2 separate regions of the Mus musculus genome follow, and region 2 is linked to region 1. A link is a contact called in public HiChIP or PLAC-seq data. All regions are on one chromosome and are shown on one strand. The core of a region is the stretch at or near the end of the contact, and the rest is flanking DNA. Distances in the headings are between cores, read along the strand shown. Region 1 overlaps Scmh1 (sex comb on midleg homolog 1). Region 2 has its middle 6.2 kb from the start of Gm8439.

Region 1 (7,705 bases), core at 2,892-5,391:
GATGCCCCTAGTCCTTTATCTGTACTGACCTTGTTCCACAGAAACATTCCAAGAAGCCAGGGGAGCTCAGGCACAGGGACTCAGATCAGGGTAAGAACTTGACTCTGACACTTAGCAGACTGCTTCTTACTACACTGTGGGAAACCCTGAGACGTTTATCCACACACAGGAAGCCTTCCAAGGGGTTTGTGAACATCTGAAAGCCTTTGAGAAGGGAATCCCATGACAATTATGCACCTCTATGGACAATATCAGACAGCAGGACCCAGTCACCAGGTTGTGGATCTAACCTAAAGCTTAGGATGGTATACTGACTAGTCTTATGCAACTTGATACAACCTCGAGTTATAGGATAGGAGAGACTTTCGGTTGAGAATGCCTCCATAAGATCATTTTGATGGGGGAGGGCCCAGCCCACTGTGCACCGTGCCGCTCCTGGGCTGGTGGTCGTGGGTTCTATTAGAAAGCAGGCTGAATAAGCCATGCGGAATATAATATTCTCTAGATTCAGTGGTTCTCTGACCTCTACTTGAAAAAAACTGCTCATCTACCCACCCTCAATGACTGACTGTTCTCGTAGAAGATTTTTGGCAAATATGTCACTGTTGAGAGTTCTAATGGCTAAAATGCCCTCTTTTTTTTTTTTTTTTAAAGCTGAAATCTGTCTTCTTACAAATTGTCCCCCATGTTCTACTCTCTGTACTCTGAGTCTTGCCTGTCTTCCCAGGTTCCTCTGGGAGTATTTGTTACCCATGACTTTTCTCCATATTTATTTCCCACCCTTTCCCCTTTCCTCGCTCACTTGCTTGCTACCTTCCACTAGGAATGCTTGTAAGGTACCTCCTTGCAGTAAGATCTAGAGAAGAGCTGCCTTTTATTGATGGTGTGTATACACAGCAAGGACCTCATTTCTGCCCGCTGATATCCAGCAGAGCAGTGGCACAGCCTCATTTGTCCAACATCACAGCAGAAAAGCTAATTTACACTACCACGATGGCTAGAGAGCTTCCATCTCTGTCTGGATAGATAAGCAAGCTGACTCCCAGAAAAAGGGCGCTGAGGATGGATGGATGATTATGCCAGAAACAACTCAAGTCACTGAGTACTGGGAACAAAGGAACTACTTCCCCTAGCACATGGCAGCCCAGAAATCTCAAAGCAGCAGATCTAGAAGTTAATGCAAGGTAGATTCCAATCATAGCTAATGTCAATAGCCATAGTAACTAGCTGAATTAAAATAAATGTCCTGCCTCATGTTGCCATTATTTTAGGGAATCCAAAGGAGCCCCTTCACATGCCTGGTACTTGACCCAGAACACGTAACGCTGCAGAAGGGATTCTACTGTTAGCCTGCTCTCACTCAGGAGTCCTCTCATCCACTGCCTTTCATGCTCTTTGCTGATCATAAGCAGCTGGGCTGGAGCATCTCTGATCCATGCTTTCTCTCTTAGCTTCAGAGTGCAGGAGTTGAGTGAGTCTGTATTACCTCTGTCTCCTAAAATCCAATATGGAATCTGTCAAAGAGTGAGGATTTATAAATGTTTGATGACCTAAAGCTAAAATGCCTGGACTGGGTTCTTCAAAATGCCAATCAGAGAAGACAGAAAGAGTAGAGAACAGCTCTAGATAAAAGAAGATTAATAGACAGGAGAGTAAAAGGCACCAAATGATCCAATAAAAATCTCTTACTGGATTCTAAATTATAGAAAACAAAGCAAAACAAAAACAGCTACAATAGACATCATTGAGATGACTGGGAAATTTTTCATCTGGATGATATAATAGCCCAGGAGTATTTTATTTACATTTATTTTCTTTTTAAAGATTTATTTCTTTATTTTATTTACATGAGTGCACTGTAGCTGTCTTCAGACACCCCAGAAGAGGGCATCAGATCCCATTACAGATGGTTGTGAGACAACATGTAGATCTCTCCAGCCCCTACATTTCTTGAATACAAAAATTAATGTTCTTCTTTCTGCCCTTCCACCACCCTTTCTGCCTCCCACTTTCCCTTCTTCCCTCTTCACTCTTTCTGACGCAGGGTTTCACTGTGTACCTCAGGCTACCCTTTAACGTGTGAACCTCTCCCCTCAAATTCCTGAGGGCTGGGATTACAGGTATGTGCCTGTATTCTATGCTCTTTAAAAGAGGTATGTAGAAAAATATTTTTTTTAAGATTTATTTATTATTGTATCTAAGTACACTGTAGCTGTCTTCAGATGCACCAGAAGAGGGCGTCAGATCTCATTATGGGTGGTTGTGAGCCACCATGTGGTTGCTGGGATTTGAACTCAGGACCTTCGGAAGAGCAGTCGGTGCTCTTAACCACTGAGCCATCTCTCCAGCCCCTAGAAAAATATTTTACTTGTTAGCTGGGCCATGGTGGCACCTGGGAAGAAGAGGCAGGTAGATCTCTGTGAGTTCAAGGGCAGCATGGTCTATAGTCCTAGTTCCAGGGCCACACAAAGAAATCCTGTCTTGAAAAACCAAAACAAACAATCAAGATAAAATTTCACTTGCAGTTAATTCTTGTGTGTTAAATAAACAAAAGTCATGTACATAGATATGTATTAAATATATAGATACCAGTATATGTGTGAACAGTGCAACAGAGCAAATGCTACAAAAAGTTAAAAGTGACTCTTCGTGAAGATGCGTTTTACTTTTGTTGTAATTTTTCTATAGGTTTGAAAGTTTCTAAAATAGAGCAGTGAGAACAGTAAATCTCAGTTCAGGTAAGGAAACTTAACAGGATATGAACTTTTGATGGTTCTCTGTTACATTGTAAGTACATGGTCAGCTGAGCCAAGTCCACAGATGTCGTAGGGCAAGGTGGTGGCAAGGCAGGAAGGGGAAAGGGCTCCAGGAAATGTGGGGGAATGGCAACAAAACAGGTTTAAAGGAAAAACAAACAAAAAAAGCTACAGATACTAATGGGGCTCTGCAGAGGGCCGGTAAATAACCAGAAAAATATAGGTGCCAATGAGGTATCAGAGCAGAGGAACAGGCAGGCAGAGAAGACAAGCTACAGAGAGGAGGAGTCAGAAGTCTAGACAAAGGCCTGGCTTGTCTGGGCACAGTTAAAACTACTAGTAAGAAGTAAACAGAAGGCAGGATGCAAGTAGACAACATGCTGAAACCTCCCATGAAGAACAGCTTGGTGGGCAGAGAGGCTCAGAGTTGGTGCAGCCTGTCTGACATGGGGTTGATGGGACACAGTCACAGCTAGAAAGGGTACCCCTACTCTTCTTCATGACTAGAGGCCCACTGCGGGCATGCCCCCAGCAGCCGCTGTACTTTCCCAGTTCATGAGGGGCAGTGTTCTAAGTTTCTTCTCTTTGTGCAGCTCCCTCTCATGCACCTCCTCTTTCAGATTTCCAGTCAGGCCTTTCATTAGGGAAACAGAGCCCAGGGCTCCCAAATGACAATGGCTGAGAATATTTAACACGTTGTCTTTGTCTGTTCCAACTCCAGCCTATCCAATACAACATTCTAACTGAAGGACTGTTCTTATAGGTTCTGATGTTTAAAAAAAAAAAAAAAGCAATTTAGAGCAGGTAGTTTAAGAAGTTTCCTCTGAAGAAAAGAACCACCTGAGAGGCATGAGACAGCTGCAGGGCCCAGATGTTTGGTTGACATGCAGGCAAAGGAGTAGTTTAGGTATCTTTTCACCTCAAATCACATAAGCAATCCTCATTTGTGGCAGAAGTATAGAGGGGTCAGAGGAGACTGGTTGTGTGGTCTCTTCCCTGAGTACATTCTCTAGAAGTGATACTTTCGTCAGAAGTCTTTTCATTAAGAGTCTGATGAAAAGACATCAGGAAAGGGAGTGTGGGAGTGAGACCCATGCAGAAGCCCCAGGCACCTTTCAGACTCACGAACCTGAGATAGACAGAGTAGCCCCAGGCTGACGTACCTCCTCTCTACTCAGGGCACCATCACAGGTGTCTTTTAAAGAACAATTCCTCCCATTTAACAGCAACCTACCTCTCTCTGTTTGGACCAAGCTTTCCTCCCTCCCTCGGTTCTGTGTCCTGTATTCCAGATCAGAGCTGCCGAGCTCCACTCATTCTTCAAGCACTCTGGGAAGTGCTTAGTCACTGACCTAGCCACGTGGCATCCGCTTTCTCATTGTGGCTCTGGTATGTTAACTAAAAAGTTATTTTCCAGCCTAGTTGGAAACAGCAGGAACTTGAATGGACTTGTTAGACTGGCAATGCTAGAAGTTAGGGCCACATGCCAAAGAAAAGAATGGATGGCCAATCAAAAGGAACAACTTCCTCCATCTCTAGCCTAAGAGTAAACCTTGTAGCTAGCAAAGGAGAGCTGCATGAGGCCTCTGATTCATACTGAGAGATGTGCTGGGGCTTCTTGGGCTGCACAGAAGGAACCCATAGGACAACTTCTCGAGACAGGGGTCCAGAGGAAAGAGAGATTCTAGAGTGACAGCAAAATTCTGAAGACTTAAAGTGGCAGAAACCCAAAACCCCCTAGATTAACCCAGATGTGGCAAGGGTAAAGGGCAGAAACCAGATCTCCGGAGTGTGGGTGCTAGGCTCGCAGGCGCTCCTGGCTGCACAGCCACAGCTCAGCCCAGTCCCCATCCCAGCTCCTACCTGGTAGGTACCTGTCGTGGTTGTGATTATACTCTGTGGCAGTGAGTGATAAGTGAGTCTGTGTAAAGGGCTGGTTGCCAAACAGATTGTCACTTCGAAGGTTGTGGCAGAGCTTCTCCAGGAAACGGAGGACATAGGTGATGCTGTTGACTGCTGGGAGGTTCAGAGTGTGCTGTTCCCGGTCAAACACGGCTGTGGAGTCAAGTACACAAAGAAGTAAGTTGTACAACGATGGGTCGTGCCGGCTGGAGAAGCTCAGCTCATGTGTGTCTTAGGCTTGGCAGGTTACAAAAGGCAGTGCCAGGCTGCTTGCCCACTTGTTTTCTTCCTGCTCTTTTCCTTGCTCAAGGGCTTTGATTTTTGCCTCTAACTCCAAAGGGCGTGTAATCATGGGAGTGCCAGGCCAGGTCTGTTGCACCCTCAGGGCTCTGGTGTGGTCTGACTCAACCTGTGCAAACAACTATGAACATAATGCTATCTGCTTCATCACCTGGCTGGGCCTCTTTCAGGAAGTGCGCTCACCTAGGGTGCTGTGTTCACAAGAAATCTGCCCAACAACAGGGAGGCTATGCCGAAATAATACTGCTGTTGTTAGCAGCGGCCTAGACATACAATTTCCAATCTACATCAGGATACTGGATTTGGACAACATTGGGAAATGTTTCACACTTGTTATTTTTACATACTAATTTCTATCAAAATATTGTCATAATTTTTAAAAAGCAAAAGGCTCATGTAAGTGTCTTTGAGGGAAGTGAGGAAATGGAAATCTGGGGAGATAAATCACTCAAGAAAGTTTTAAAGAGGAAGAACTCTAGGCAGTAGAGGTGAAGAGCAACTGCAGGCAGTTAGGACACCTCAGACCCTGCAGACGGCTGCAAAGGAGGCCAGAGAGTGGTCTGGGCCTCAAGACCTGGTTTGAATGTATCTGCAGTACCCATCCTCCATGCATCCAGTGACTGTCTGGACTTGCCTCTGTAACATTTCTGTTGTCACCCTTCTATAGAGTATGTAGATTTTCTTTTCCACCATTGCAGACATGAGTCTGTTTTCCCTTTTCCTGGCTAGTGTTTGGCAGAAACCTCTGCCACACAGTAAAGGCTCAACAGGTATTTGCTAAAAGGACTATTTGGCTGTTTATGCTTCCTGTCAGCTGGTTCCTTAATACCATAGCAGCTTGCTAAGGGGAAAGGGGGGGGGGACTATAAGGAAACATTAGAGTAAAGACTGGAAGGCACAAGGTAGGTCAAGCCATTGTAGCCTTGGTGGGTAAAAATAAGATTTTGGACTTAAGAAAACCGAAAAGAAATAGAACACAGCAGGAAAATATTGTCAGTTACTGCAGAAAAAGTACCATACTGTTAAATCAAGCTCGCATTTTCCCTCTATCCTGGAATTCAGCTCTCTTGGATGGGTCCTATAGGCCCAGAAGCTTAGGAGGCAGAGAAATGAAAGGAGGTCAAAGCTCCTCTGGAGCCAGTTGAGGAAATTCTTTTGCTGCAACAACATAGGCCCTATGTTATTTCCTATGAAATGGCTTTAAGCAACACTTATATTTTCTGTGTGTGGACCAAAGTTTAGAGGTTGTGTTAGGTATTTTTGGCAGAGGTATTTGGTACATACTATATGGTATTCAGGTTATATAAGTCCAGCAGAGCCTGGGAACTGGCAGTATGGACTCTGGAGGAATGAGATACGTTTGCATTCTCCAGAGCCTATGAGTATGAAGTCAGTACTAGGATCTCTCATCAGAATGAAGGTCTGACACTCGGGTTAGGAGGCCAAACTAGCCCAAAAGTTTACCTGAAATGACTTCACCGCCGTGGCCCTGTTTGAGGAAGCTGAAGACAGTTTTCTGGTGATAAGCACAGTCAATGCAAGCCTGGACAGCCTGCTGCAGCACCACAGAGGCACGGGCTGGCCCAAAATGGTCAGGGAGTTGTTGGATCTTCTTCTTATCCAGGTGGGGGCCCGTGCTGCCGCTCTTGTTCAAGTAGATACAAACTACAGGAAACAAAGAACCCAGGAACCTTAGAGTGTGCCTGGTAGAGAGAAGTCAGAGAGCAGCTCTCTTCCATCTGCTCAACTCTGGCCTTGGCTCCACTTGGCTCCAAGCTGCACCACCAAGAACTCAGAACAAACAAAGCCCATTAGGAGAACAACACAGAACAGAAATCAAGGCACAGGTCTTGTGTTTTGTTTTCTGGTCCCCTATAAGAAAGTGTAAACTTTGAAGACTCTCAAGAATCAAACTGCCTTATCTCCTAACCTAAAGATAGCTAATTGGCAGGAAAAAAGTTCCCATGAAGGTGGATCTAAGGGTCAATCTATGAAAAGAAGGATCAGACTAGGTCTGTCTGCTAAGAAATGGGGACAGGGACTATGACGATGTTCAGTAGATCAAGTGCTTACTGTAAAGCGTGAGGACTGGAGTTAGTACCACAAGAATCCATGTAAAGGCATGGTGGACCACCTCTAATCCAAACCCTTGGAAGGCAGAGTCAGAAGTTCCCTGGAGCTTGCTAGCTACCTAGACTATCCTACATTGGTGAGCTTTGGGTTTAACTGAGAGACCTTGCCTCATTGAATAAGGTAGAAAGAGATTGAGGAAAACTATTGGCACACACATATAAGTACACACCACACACACACAAGGAAATAAAACACAAACAGTGCATGTTGTTGAACATCTGTAATCCCAGCACTTAGGATGCTGAGGCAGAATTCTGGGTTCCAGGCAAGCTTGGGGTAATATTAAGTAGACTCAAAACCTCCCCAAATTTAAGAGAACAAACAAGAACAAATAACAAAAGGCAAAATGTAAAAAGAAAAGAAAAAGGAAAAGAAAAAAAAAGGATTTTCATGTTTGGCAGTGTGACCTTTGTTCTAAAGTCACTAAAAATAGAGGAACTCAGAGATAAGACACTTAATAAGAACACAAATATTCATAGCAGTAGTTTATTCACAATAACCTCAAATGAAAACCAGCTTAGGTATTCATCAACAGGAGAATGAACACACAAATTATGGTATGTTCATCTGAAGGAAAACACATGGCAGAAAGAAAACTTTCAAGTATGGATAAC
Region 2 (7,705 bases), core at 3,407-5,906, 64 kb before region 1:
GTCCCAGCTATCTGGAACTTGCTCTGTAAACCAGGCTGGACTCAAACTCATAGAGATCTGCCTGCCTCTGCCTCCCAAGTGCTAGGATTAAAGGGTGTGCTGGTCTGTGATATCCGTGGGGATTTTGGGGGCTCTAACCTGCCCAGAGTGGCCAAAGAGTTTCACTCTCCAAAGGGGAGGGGGAGTCGGATCAAAGCTCTGGGAAGGTGGGGGTGGGAGACAGGACACTACAGGCTGGCAGGGCACAGCTGGGAGGCAGGGTGAAGCAGGTGGCTAGGAGCCAAGGTGGGGCCACCAAGCTAGAAGTGACTGAACTAGGCTAGAGCGGTTTCCAGCAAGGAAAGCTTCCGGAGAGAATTCTCTTCCCTAAAGATAGATACTCTCATCTTTGATGAAATGACTCGTGCATTTTATTCCTTGTGGATAGGACCTTATATACATTTTGGGGTGGGTTGGTCTTGCGCGCGCTCGACTGGCCAGGAAGAACGATGCTGCAACAGGATCCTTCTGCACATGTTTATTGGGAGAGCTTGATTGTAGAGGCGAGAAGACCCCGAGCCCAGAACTGGTGCTGCTTATATAGGCCTAGGAGAGGCGTGTCTCACATCTGATTGGTTAACTTGTCTCTCATCTTGGCAAAAGAACCTTCACTGCCTATGTATGTGTGGTGGCCAGCAGTAGCCAACTGCCACTCTGCAACTGCCACTCTGCAATGGCTTCCCACAGGTTGAGGTCTAAAGCAGATGCTTTCTATTGTCTTGGTCTGAGATGTTAGGGGTGCCTCATCTGCATGTGAAGGGGCTTCAGGTGTTGCCCCTACATGACTGATTGTCACAGCCCTCAACATGGGGTGTCATGCTCCAGGGTAGGAACCTGGACAGGTGTAGATGGAAGGCCTGCCGTTCTCAGATACGAGAATTACTGGGGTTTCTGAATCTGCTCAACTTTACCAAGTATTCTGTCTGGTGGCACAGTCCACTGCCCCACAGGCATGTGACACCACCACCTGACCCAAAGAACAGTTTTGTCATGTATTTATAAGTTTAAAAAATAAGAAAAAGTTGAAAATTAGGAGTCACTTTCACTTCATAGTTTTTTGAGGTTTCAAAAACGAACTTAGAACATGCTTGAATCTCTGATTTTAAAAAATCCAATAACTGTGCAATCGGATGTGTTGAGTGAAAGATGAACTTGCAGGGGAGTGGGGGAGGGAAGATGAGAGATGGGGAGGGGTTGGATCTTTGGTTCTTCTACATGGCCTAGCCCTTGATCAGTTTGTGGAACACAACCCTTGTGCCTGTGGGATCTCCTGATGGCTGAAGGTCTTTCCTGTGCCTGAAGCAGTAGACAGCTCCGTGGGTTGGGTTGAGTGACCCAAATTCCTATGTGACAGCCCTTGATTAAATACCCTGGACACTGAAGTTAGGGGTGCTCCTCTGGTTTGCAGCACTTCATCCAAGTTTCCACGTCCCTCTGGGGAGAATTCAGTCGCTCTGCTGAGGGACAGTGGGACCTTGAGCCTGGTTTTCCATGGACCAGTGGCTCTCAACTCTCCTGCTGCTGTGGCTCTCAAATGCAGTTCCTCAAGTTGTGGTGGTCCCCGACCATAAAATTATTTTCATTCTGGGCGTGGTGGCACATGCCTTTAATCCCAGCACTCGGGAGGCAGAGGCAGGCAGATTTCTGAGTTGGAGGCCAGACTGGTCTACAAAGTGAGTTCCAGGACAGCCAAGGCTACACAGAAAAAACCCTGTCTCGAAAAACAAAACAAACAAAAAAACCAAAAAAACAAAAAACAAAAATAAAATTCATTACTACTTCATAACTGTAATTTTCTACTGCTATGAATTGTAAATATCTGATATGAGATCCCTGTGAAAGTCATTCAACACTCCCAAAAGTACACAACGCACTGGATTTACCCAGGCATTTCTCCTTTTCTGACTTTAATCTGTAACTATTCACTATGCTCCTTAGGTTTCACAGTCACTTTAAACTCTGTGCTACTCAGCCAACATTGGATCTAGAGATGTCTTGGGAAATCCATCCCCCAATATTAATATGTGTTAGCAACCCCTACAGATTCAAAGAAAAGAGGCTTTTATAAGGATGAAGTTACAAATGTTTATCTGTGAATCAGTTGGAATTATGTGAGACAGAAAGAAAAGTTATTGCAGCTATAGAGAGCTGTGTCTGCGTGTGAAGAAAAATTCAACATGACTTGAAGACAATGAACTAAAGTGCCATTGTGTTCTGATGCCTTTTGTATCGTCTCAACCAATCCAGCATTGCATATTGTCCATGAAAGAAGAGGCAGAGATGTTAGATCAGAGAAGCAGAGAAGGGGCCAGGAAGGCACTCTCCAACGACCCTAATTGTATTAAGAACAAGAGAACCACTACTGACCATGGCGGGTGGGGTGTGATGGATGTGGCTGCCATTTGCAGGCTCCGCATTGTGCAGTTTCTTGTCAATGCTCACTATGGCCAGGAATTTAAAGGAAGGATAATTAGAAAAACATATCCAAGGATTTTGTAGCCATTTCAAGCATAAAATCCAATATAGAAAACCTATTTGGAGAAGAAAGCTGATTTTTTTCATAAAAACTCTGAAACTATATTACTTGGACATTTTATCCTAGTTAAATATTTACTGCCTTTTGAAACTTTCTTTTTATGTGACCTATTAAAGAAAATGTGACCAGGAAAGTCCTTAACCGACTTTGACAACACTAGACTTTCTTTAATGTGTCTTAAAATACTTCCATACCATATTCCACAAGTCCCACCTATGATGTGTGAAACACTAGGGACAACCCAGTTAAAATAATTGTCCTGCTACAAAATGATGTTGGTTTAAAATACAGAATTGTATTTCCCTCTCCACTGACAACCATCCCAGGATGATGGAGGGACTCCGAGAGACAGTATTCAGCTGGTTCCCTCCAGCAGGGAGGCAGCAGGATGCCTTCTGTACTCTGCTCATTGTACCCAGCCTGCATTGTGAGTTATTTTCTCAGCCGCCCAGTTCTCTACATTTCCAAAAAGAGCAGCACTCTTAGAGCCAGACAAACGCATATTGCCTGCCCCATCTCTGTTGATTAAAGCTGGAGGTCCGGCTAGGTGCTTATCCTTTCTAAGACTCAGTTTCCACATCTGTGAAATTGGGAGAAGAGGGACAAAAACCTAAATGGCATCTTCGAGAACCAAATGAGGAAGGCAGGGAGAGCGCGAGCAGATGGGAGCTCATGCTTTCCTTCGTTGTCTAGTGCAGCATCTGTACCAATGTCTGCCTAGTGCATTAGTGTCGGTGGTGAGGAACCGAAGTTAATGAGACGTTAGCCTCTGGCCCAGTGGTCTCTTGGGCACAGATCTAGTAATCAACACACACACACACACACACACACACACACACACACACATCACCACACCAAACCAACTAACAAACAAAGCAAAACAACCAACAACTCCTCCCATGAGTGATTTAGGTACTGATTTGGACAGAGTCACGTGTCCTGGAGGACTAGGGACCTGGGCAGGGGACTCACAGCATCTGCCACACTTGCTAATGTTATTTTTTTTTTTTTTACATCATTTGTGAAACACGGGGGCGGGGTGGGGGGAAGCCTGGTGTGGAGGGTGGAGGGAAGTGGAGTGGAAAGGGCATTTAGTGAGGCATACTTGCTTCTAGACCTGAAATGGTAGCCAGGATGCCGTGAGCTCCTGCAACCTGTAGAAATAGTTTATCTTGGTTGCCTGGCCTGGAACGGAATTTCCCAGTCTCCCCTGAACCTGAGCTACAATGAGGAGGTATGCATTCAGCCGAAGAAACCAACCCCAAGTTTTCATAGCATAAGCAAAGTAGAGTTTCTGCCTCTCCGGCCACTTGTCCAAGCATGAGCAGTGCAGGCCTGGTGTGTCTGGCTGGAAGACAGGCAGATGTGAGGACAGAGACGGAGTGGCAGAGAGTGCTGCTGGTATGTGGCAGCAGCTCCAACGTGTCCTTCCTCTGCCACGTGAGGAACTCCTCTTCCCACACTCTGCCTCTGTGGGCCACAGAGGTACCAACCAGGTGCCACTCACTCAAGCTGCAGCCGTCTTCCCCACTGGTGCCCTTCCCTGAGGCTGGCTGTCCTCAGCTGCGATAGCTCCTCAGGAGGACTGTAGCCTCCCCTCGCTTCCCCGGCTCTCCATTCATTGTGCGGGGCCTAATTCCTACATTGCTCTATCGGTGCAAGTCAAAATGATCTCATTCCCTCATTAGTCTCCTGACTCTTTTTGTTTTGTGTTGTGTTGTTTTAAGACGAATTTTCTCAGTTTTCCATCTTACTTGCTGCTTCTTGAAGTTTACTCTTATATGCTTCCCTGTTCTGCCTGTGTGGATCTCAGTGTAAAAATAATGAGGTTTTGATGTGTTTGCTCAGTCCTCGTTCATGTGCAATGAGTGTTCTGTTCCCTTAGTGCCCTACGCCTCCGACCTCCTGGTGGAACCCAAGGTCCACCTCCCTTCGTCACATCCCTTACTTTTCACTACCCTGGCCTCACCTGACTTCCTCTCTGGAATGACCTCTGCCCATCCTTGGAGACTCTGCTCTGGGAAGGTTTCTGGGCGTGCTGGTAGGTGATGCGCACCCCCGTGGGTTCCAAGGCATTTGATCACCTCCCCCACCAGTGCCCTAACCGCTGGATCCCAAACTGTATCTGTAACTTTGGTGACTCAGGTAGTGTCTGGCAGGAGGAAAACCCCAATAAATGCAAGGTCAATGAATAAACAAAACACACCCATTCTACTGACTCCTTTGAATTGCTTGTATAATCAAAGGAAGAGAAAACAGGGCTTGGTGGTACATTCTTCTCTTAGCCATACTTGGAAGGCAGACTCAGAGGATCAGGACCTCAGGGCCAGCATTGGCTATATAGCAAGTTGGAGGCCAGCCTAGAAAACAACAAAACAAAGACCAAAAAAGCTCTAACTAACTAACTAACTAACTAACTAACTAACTAACTAACTAACTAACTAACTAGTGAGTGAAAGGGAGAAAGAGAACATAGGGGCCTGAGAGAGAGCACACAGGTATAACTCACTTTGCTCTATAAAAATCTCTAAAAAATGGAAAGATTGACACATTTAGACAATGATCCTCAGAGGGTTTTTTTTGGGGGGGGGGTTGTTTGGTTTTTTTGTTTGTTTGTTTGTTTGTTTTCGAGACAGGGTTTCTCTGTGTAGCCCTGGCTGTTCTGGAACTCACTTTGTAGAAATCCACTGCCTCTGCCTCCCTAGTGCTGGGACTAAAGGCGTGCACCACCACTGCCTGGCGATTCTCGGAGGTTTGATAACATTATCTAAGTTTAGCTTTAAAAAGGCACCCCACACACTCATGTACCTAAACCCACAGGAACCCTCCCCCATGCCCATCCCCCATTCTCCACCCCCAAAAGAACACTGAGAGACCAAACCAATGGAATTAGAGGTCAAGGCTGTGGCTATGATAGAATGGCAACTCAAGGGGACCGAGGGAGCTTCCAGGCTTCTGTTGGTGTTGTTTCAGGGTCTGCTGTCCAAGTTCCGTAGGTGGGACAAATATGGAGAATTTATCAAATTATGTTCTAACAATTTTTATGCTTTCTAAAAACGTCAAAACAAATACTTTTAAAACTGTAACATTTAAACATACAATAGATTTTTCATCTTTTGACACATATTTACTTATGTATTGGTCATTTGTGTGTAGGCTCACCCACGTCATGGGATATATGTTCTTTACCTGCTCAGCCATCTCACCAACCCTCCGAATATAATATTAAACTTCATAGCATGAAATAAAAAACTACAAGCTCCAAACTTCTTTCTTCAGGTTGTCTTTAGTGTGCAAAGTGATTCAAACTCAGAAACAGATGGGAGTTTTTGTTTCTTTGAGCTCAGATCAGTTAAATGCATGTTGAATGCAGCTATTTGAAAACGTTGACTCACTTAAAAAACTCTCACATGCAATGGGAAGTGCTTATTATGTGAACATGAGGGCTGTTGGATGCCCTGTTTTCCACCAGGTTTCAAACACACCTTTCATGTGCTAATGACAGGAGTAGGAGCTGTTGCTCATGGAGATAGAATACATCTCTTAGATAGATCTTGGGTGCAGATGTCTGGAGCCTGGCCCAGAATCTGAAATTACAACTATTGAGTTTTATACACACACAATAGCTCCAGTGAGTGCTTGGTGGATGCAAAATCTCTTGATTTTTCTCTCCACTTGACGTCATTAGGTTAGCTCACTGGGTGCTATGGCAGCTGGGAGAGTGCTGGGTGTATAGTGGGTGCCCAGAGCACATCGACACACTGATCCATGACAATACCCAGGCCACAAACCACCCTTGGGACACCCTTGGGCCTGGCAATGCTCAAGACCCTCCAATTATTGGCCTGAGCTGATGCAAAGATGGTTTTTGTGGTGTTTTCTAAACAACTGAAATACAATAATTGGTTTGCTTTCAAGAATGTTGATTTGTCTTGGTCAAATAGATGGATAAAAGCCAGACCATGGAAAAGTTTACAGCCACAAGGTAATTTCAGAACCATAATTTAGTTCATAATTGAGGGGCTGATATGTGCCCAGCTCTGTACTGGGAATGGTGGACATAATGCTGGGTTGTTTTTGTTTGTTGGAGAGTTGGAGACTGAACAATTAAAAGCACTCTCTTGTAGAGAACCCAGGTTCAGGTCCCAGTACCCACATGGTGGCCCACAACAATCTATAACTCTAGTTCCAGGGAATCCAACATCCCCTTCTGATCTTCCTGGGTACCAATACACACATGGTACACATGCATACATGCAGGCAAAATACTCAAACATAAAATTAAATAAATCTAAAACATTTATTAAAAGAAAAACTCCAAAGATTCCCCCCAAACAAAAGCAAAAAGAGTGTTGTTTCTAGAGCTGCCATATTGGAAAGGGGGTACCATTTGGTTGAGATACCATTAGGCTTGGGGAGGGTGGTTGAAGGTCATCTTCCAGGTCTGTCCTATAATGGATATAGTTTCATGTAGTCAACATTCTTGGGGTGGTTCTGGAACCTGTGAAGTTGAGGGTTGGCTTTACCTACTCTTCCTGCGGCTCTAGAACCAAAACAAAGCATTTTGTTCCCTTGGTCTAGAAAGCAGAAATCCGTATATAATCTGGCATGTTGTATGTGCTGGGACAGGAAAATCAAAAGAGGTTCTGCAGGTCAGAGGAAGGCTACCTACTACCCCTTTAATACCTGCCAACAGGGGGAGAGATGATAAGATGGACTCACAGATGTCTACTAAGTAGCCTAAGCTTGTGGCTGTCCTAGTCAGGGATGGTCCTTTATATTTTTATTATCCCAAGTCAGATCATATTATGCAAAAAATTCATGTTTGTACTTGCCCATTTCTCTTTTTGGATTTTTCAAGACAGGGTTTCTTTGTGTATTCCCAGCTGTCCTGGAACTAGTTCGGTAGACCCAGTTGGCCTCACACTCACCTGCCTCTGCCTCTGTCCTGGAGTTAAAGGCTTGTGCCACCACCATCTGGCAAGATTTTTTTTAAAAAGTGAGGGTCTAATGCCACCCAGGCTGTGATTTTGCTAGATATCTAAGGATGATCTCATTCCTAAGCCTTCTGCCTCTACCTCCTGAGTGTTGGGAGTACAGGTGTGTGTGGCCACACTCAGTTCTACGTTA

What was found. HiChIP or PLAC-seq counts read pairs in DNA pulled down with a chosen protein or histone mark.
Region 2: a contact with region 1 is called in an HNF4G HiChIP or PLAC-seq map of pancreatic cancer cells. The contact joins two enhancer-like sites. A contact is called at or near these places in 1 of 39 promoter capture datasets (macrophages), 1 of 115 datasets of contacts at active chromatin or transcription factors (pancreatic cancer cells) and 1 of 9 other capture datasets (adipose tissue).

The regions. Positions count from the first base shown.
Region 1 is chr4:120,513,992-120,521,696 of GRCm38.p6, reverse strand. Scmh1 (sex comb on midleg homolog 1) reads right to left here. Exons shown (of 18, transcript NM_001379185.1): 13 at 6,423-6,623; 14 at 4,620-4,811. Among named protein-coding and RNA genes, the nearest start is that of Slfnl1, 14 kb to the left of the region's middle. Within about 2 kb of position 4,141, at least 115 of the 459 cell types and tissues checked have an H3K27ac peak or open chromatin away from gene starts, as enhancers often do. A contact at or near this core is called in pancreatic cancer cells, where this site is marked.
Region 2 is chr4:120,578,707-120,586,411 of GRCm38.p6, reverse strand. No RefSeq gene overlaps it. Among named protein-coding and RNA genes, the nearest start is that of Gm8439, 6.2 kb to the left of the region's middle. Within about 2 kb of position 4,656, at least 11 of the 459 cell types and tissues checked have an H3K27ac peak or open chromatin away from gene starts, as enhancers often do. A contact at or near this core is called in pancreatic cancer cells, where this site is marked.